Linked DNA regions of Hordeum vulgare: region 1 is linked to region 2. The links are chromatin contacts, called in public Hi-C maps. All regions are on one chromosome and are shown on one strand. Each heading gives the region's core, a stretch centred on a gene start, on an enhancer-like site or on the middle of the called end of the contact. The rest is flanking DNA. Distances are from core to core; before and after follow the strand shown.

What was found. A called contact is a pair of places that touch in the nucleus more often than the background predicts.
Region 1: a contact with region 2 is called in a Hi-C map of seedling, with 4 times the contacts expected there. The contact joins the promoter of LOC123430044 here to the promoter of LOC123430024 in region 2. A contact is called at or near these places in 3 of 6 Hi-C or Micro-C datasets (leaf and seedling) and 1 of 1 datasets of contacts at active chromatin or transcription factors (embryo).

Annotation. Positions count from the first base shown.
Region 1 is chr1H:250,207,708-250,210,545 of MorexV3_pseudomolecules_assembly, forward strand. It overlaps LOC123430044 (ras-related protein RABC2a-like), which reads right to left and starts at 1,522. Exons shown (of 6, transcript XM_045113972.1): 1 at 1,065-1,522. The coding sequence starts at 1,218.
Region 2 is chr1H:249,765,978-249,768,734 of MorexV3_pseudomolecules_assembly, forward strand. LOC123430024 reads right to left here and starts at 1,457. Exons shown (of 1, transcript XM_045113957.1): 1 at 1-1,457. The coding sequence starts at 1,315.

The sequences.
Region 1 (2,838 bases), core at 272-2,771, 440 kb after region 2:
AAGACGGCGACGGGGAGATGGCGCGGGGGTAGAGCGGGGCCTTGCCCTTGTTTGGGAAGCCACCGGCCATGGTGCTAGGGTTTTGGTCGCCGAGGAGGTGGCGGGATGTGGACGGGCAGGGTTCTGGAAGCAGATGGCGGAACCCACCGCACGGTCGGATTAAAAAAGGCCGGTCGCAGTCGCTGACGCGTGGGTCCGAGGATGGCGGCCGTCATAAATAATGTTGACCACGGTGGTTGGGGGCGAACACCGAGAAGGCGCGCGCGTCCGCTTCGCGTCCGCGCCGACGCATTTCAGTCCCAAATTTGGGCCGGAAATGGGTCGACGCGGACGCGGAGCGGACGTGTTTTCAAAATGGATCGGCGCGTTGGGCCATCACTTTTGTCCGTGTCGACCCAAACGGACGGCGGCGGACGAAATGGGTCGCCCCATTGGAGTTGCTCTAAGTAGTGGCGGGAAGGACATAAGGGCAGTCAGGGAGTTGGGACCATTCCCATAGACTACGTGCAATGTAAAATTGTCCAAATGACTTCTCTGAAACGGTTGCTTGAGATAGAAAATAAGGTACCGCGTAGTAAAATTCTTTAGTGCGCAATCAGGTTTTGTTGCACAAAGCATGGATCGCTTTTTTCCCCTGGCATTTAAGCATTTCTTGTAAATGGGTTGATGGGGGGGACCAACCTATTAGTGGCACATAAGACCAACTACATATGGTACATAGCGATGGAGAATAAAACTCCCAGCCCTGGCCGGCCAACGCCAACAAACAACAAGAAAGTCGAGACAATTCAGCAGAATCAAAAGCAGAGAACAGCACGGACATTATTAATTGAAACTTAAAAGGAAAAGGTTTCGTTCACCGAAATGGGCGGAAGCGGTCGGTGATGCCCTTAATCCGCTACCTACTAGGCTACTACCGCTACACTATATACTCCGAAGCAATACGCCGAGCGTACACTGAACCTCGTGCTAGTCTGGTACTGGCAAGCAGAGCGAGAGAGCGATCGGAGTGGACGTGGCGTGCTGCGGCGGTGGGGTAAGTGTAGGCTAAGAAGAGGAGGTACCGATGGTGGGCGCGATGTCGTCGTCGAGGTTGGCGGCGGCGACGAAGCTGAGGAGGAGGCTGCTCTTGCCGACGCCCGAGTCCCCGATGAGGAGGATCTTGAAGGAGCACTCGTAGCCGGCGCTGGCCCCCGGCGACACCGGCGACACCCCCATCCCCCCGCGCCGTCCCAGATTCGGCGCCGGTCGAGCCGATGGTCACAGGCGGGGAGGGGCGGAGGATTAGAAGCGGAGGGGAAGGCGGCAGCCGCCAGCCAGGTTGAGGCTGGTGCTCTCTGGCTTTGACCGGGCGAGAGGAGAGGTGGGGCGCCGCGCGACGGCTGGCCTGGTTTATGGCAGGAGCCGCGGGGCCGAGAGCTTCCGTCCGGTCCAAGTGGCGCGGGAGAAGGCGGAGGCCGGCCGCGCGAGCGCGTCTGATCGATCGATCGATCCGGCTGGAAAACGAAACGATGATGCGTGCCAGTCTGCCGGGGTATGAGTCGGGTGGTGTTTGGCTTTGTCCCTGTCTGCGCGCTGCGATCGACCCGCGAGGCGCGCTTGGGTCGGTCAGGTTGGGTCGGGTCGGGGCGGGGCGGGGCGTTTTCTGGCTCGTTGCGCTGAGCGCGACGGGGTCCCGGCCCGATCGGTGCGGAGAGGTGGGGTTCGTTTCTTGACTTGGAGTGATGAATGATGACTTTTAAACAAACCGCCACGTATGAATTTTTTTAACACACAAACGTTTATATAACATGCATACACTCATATTTATAAACATACACACGCATATCTTATTCCTATGAATGCCTTCGAGAAATTAAAGCGACATATTATCTTAAAATTTAAAATTTACAAAGTCTTGACATATCATCTTAAAATTTACAAAGTTGCGACACATCGTCTTTGATGAAAACATCTCATCCGTAGCATCGGAAAATTTAAAATAAATACAAGAAGAAATATGAGCATTATGATTTAAACGCTTGGATATCACATTCTATTTAACCAGCCTCTTCAACCATCCAACTACGTGTTGAGTGTATGATTGATGGGGCGAATAATGTTGTTGCTGCTGCAGAGATGGTACGTAGTAGCATGTGTTTGTTTTTGTGTGTGTGACCGTTGATGTTGATGGAAAGACCAGACCAGGTATACGTACGCACAGACTTGTATCTTAGGCGTAGTCATGCCACACCTGGCGACGCGTGTGTCGCTTTGGCCGGCACGTAGATTTTGTCTGCGTAACTACGACATTGACGTGTCCGGCCGGCCTCTCCAGGCTCCGACCGAGATGACGTGATCGATAATGTCATGTGACTCAGCATGCGCATGTTTTTCAAACAGAATCTTTGTAGACATATGATACAGTATGATATATTCTCTTTGTTTAAAAATATTCATCGTAGGAATAAATGTATCTAAATGTATTTCAATTTAAATATATTTATACAACAAATAAGTTTAAACGAAGGGAGTACTTACCGCTCCTTCCCTTTTTAAATATAAAATTTTAAAGGTTTTTAAAATATAGATTTATTGATTTTTTTATATGTAGTCATTTAGTAAAATTCTTAAAAAGATTTATATTTGCAAACGGAATATATTTCAGTTGTTGTCTTTAGTCTTATTAAGGTGTGGTAGTTTGGAAGGTGTAGCTTTCATATAACTGTGTGCACGCAACGGCACTCACCGGGAGACTTCTTTTGCCTTGTGGCGTGTTTTTTTTACGCTGAGAATTATGTTAACTTAGAGTATCTACGACTGGATATTGCAAATATGATCTTTAAACGTTTATGGACG
Region 2 (2,757 bases), core at 207-2,706:
ACTTCCTCATGATCAGCGTGTCCTTGACGTCACGAAGTTTCATGGGGGTCACCTTGATGTCTTCAGTATAGTGATTCTTCAGTCGATCCTTCTTGTGCCACTTCCCCCAGTCTGTCCAGAACTGACTCTGGTCGATCACAGATGCAGATTCCTTCAGGTGCTCAAAATCAAAGTAGAACCTGAAATCCTTTTCTTCGTCCTTGCCACTGGCGGTATACCGTGAATTGAGGCAGACGCTGAAGTCCATGACAAGCGTCCGGTTCAAGAACTGCGCCTCGCCTAGCGCACACAAGAAACCCCAAATGTAGTGGTTCATGCTCTTGCACCTCTCGCCACCGCCCATATAAATGAGGTACCTTCCACGGCTGAAATCGGATTCAGAAGCGACCACCGGCATGCTGTCATTGACGGCATCGCCGACAACAAACACCTGGTCTGCAGCGGTTGTGGTGTCCGCATTAGCACCATTCTCGTCGATCCTCATCTGGGTCTTGGCTGGCACGAAGTCCGTGGTCACCGGTGCCTCACGCTTTCCCTTCTTGCCCTTCTTGCCCTTGCGTCGCCCACTGCGCTTGGCGCCGGTGCCGGAGTGGTACTCGCCGACGCTTCCCACCACGAGGGAGCATGTGTTGACATCGCGGGCGAGCGTGAACCGGCGGTAGTCCTTGTAGTAGGTGGTGCGTCCTCTGGCGTCTTCCGCTGGGCGGAAGCGCCAGGCGAGGTCGCACGCCATGGGGCTCTCCGGCACGACGACGGGGCGGCCGAAGCGATAGAAGTGGAGGTCGGGGAACCTCTCGATCGCCGTACGCATGAGCAGGTTGAAGAGCTCCCTGTCCCCCGTGCAGTCCACCGGCGCCTCCGTGTCGCAGGAAACAGCCTCGACGATAGGCTTCTCCTCCTGGGCGGCCGAGTTGGAATCGGCGTCAGTATCGACGGTGACGGACTGCTCCGTCTCTGCCTCCGTTTTCTCGGATCCAACATCGGAGAGCTCGATGAACTTGGGTCCCGCAGTGGTGGGGGCGTCCTCGGAGGAGTTGGAGCCGGTAGCGAAGTCCTCCCCGGTACGGAGCACGGAGTCGTCGGCGAGGAAGGTGGAGTTGGAGGTGGCGGAGGTGAGGAACGCGGTAAGCTGGTGGGAGGAAGGGTGCAGCAGCGGGTCGTCGGGGCTGTGGACGGCGGCGAGGAGCGTGAACGCGAGAACGGCGGCCACGAAGAGCCCGAATAGGAGGTTGCCTCCCGACCGCAGCGCCGCGCGCAGGTCGAGTGCGCCGCCGCGCCACAGCGGCGCCGACATCCCCACCCCTCGCCCCAGCATTCGCCCGGATCTGGAAGAGGGAGGCGCGGATTGAGAAGCGACGGCGAGGGGGAGGGATCTGTCTGGGGCGCCGACAGGGGGACAGAACGAGCTGAGCTGACGAAAGCGGTGTGACCGTGTGAGTGCAGTTTACTCCAGTTTTTTACTGGGGGACGCGGTCGCGCTTGAGTTGATGACTTTGTCGAACAGTTTCGATAATTCACATTTTAGGGGCTGTTTGTTCGCGGTCTAAGATTGTCATATCTAACTTTAGTCATGGCACAATACTTTAAACACATTTATGGTTTGTCACATTTTTATAGGTATATGATTCATATATGTCATAGACTTAATTTTTTATCAAATATTGTCACACTTATGGTGTTTATTTTGTTAACCACACTTTTTTGACAGCCACACTTTATCTAAGGTTAGTTATGGCAAAGTTAGTCATGAACCAAACATGCCATTAGTTATCTCATTCTCGCTTCGTCCGAAAATACTTATGATATAAATAAATATATTTAATATATATTTTAGTTTTATATACATTTATTTTTATATATTTATGTGATAAGTAATTTCGAACGAAGGGAGTATCTAACTATTGAACCGTTTAATAAAATTTTAAAATTCGTAAGTCTTTTTTAAGGAACTGAAAGGCTTCTACGCTGGTTGAAATTTTTGACCGGACTGCCCCAGCCGATCGATGCGTTTTATGCCATCGTTAGATGTGAGCCAATCTTCTTCTTCATCCCCTCGCTGACATCTCCCATACGAGAAAATTTTAGGGGGAAACATAGTTGTCGTGCTCGCTCTAGGCTACCTGCGCAGGCGACTACCTCGTGCTCGCCCCCGACCGCCCCGTGCTCATCGTCTTCAGTCGTCGTCGAGGAAGATACCTCAATGGTCGTAAAAGCATGGCCTTCGTCGTCGCAGCAATTTCAATCGTCGGTAGTAGCAAACATCGACAATGGCTGCAATAAAAAATGTTATCGCGCCGGTTATAGCTCACCGTGCATGCCGTCCCAGCATCCTGTCGTGTCGGTCGCAACATTTGTGTTGTCCGTTGTAGCAAAATTGACCTTACAGTCTCGCAGGCCATAGCATGGCCGTTTGGTTGTAACATTTTGTGTCATCGATTGTAGCAAAAGTTTACGACAGTTGTAGCAAAAACATCATTACCATCATCGCAAGTCATATCATGCCACTTGATTGTAGCAAAAATTATTATCGGTCTTAACAAAAAAAGTCAAGATGATTGCAGTAAAAAGATGTTGTCTGCGCTGTCGCAAATAGCAGCGTGACCATTTGAATGTCGTCCTCCACTGTTGTTCTTTCTAGCGGAGGGCAATGGCTAGATCTCCTTTTTCTTCTCGTGGAAGAAAGAACGATGTAAAGCTCCTAAAGGCTAGGTAAATGCTCATACTTACCGCTGGTTGTCGCTTAGTTGGGAATTTGAA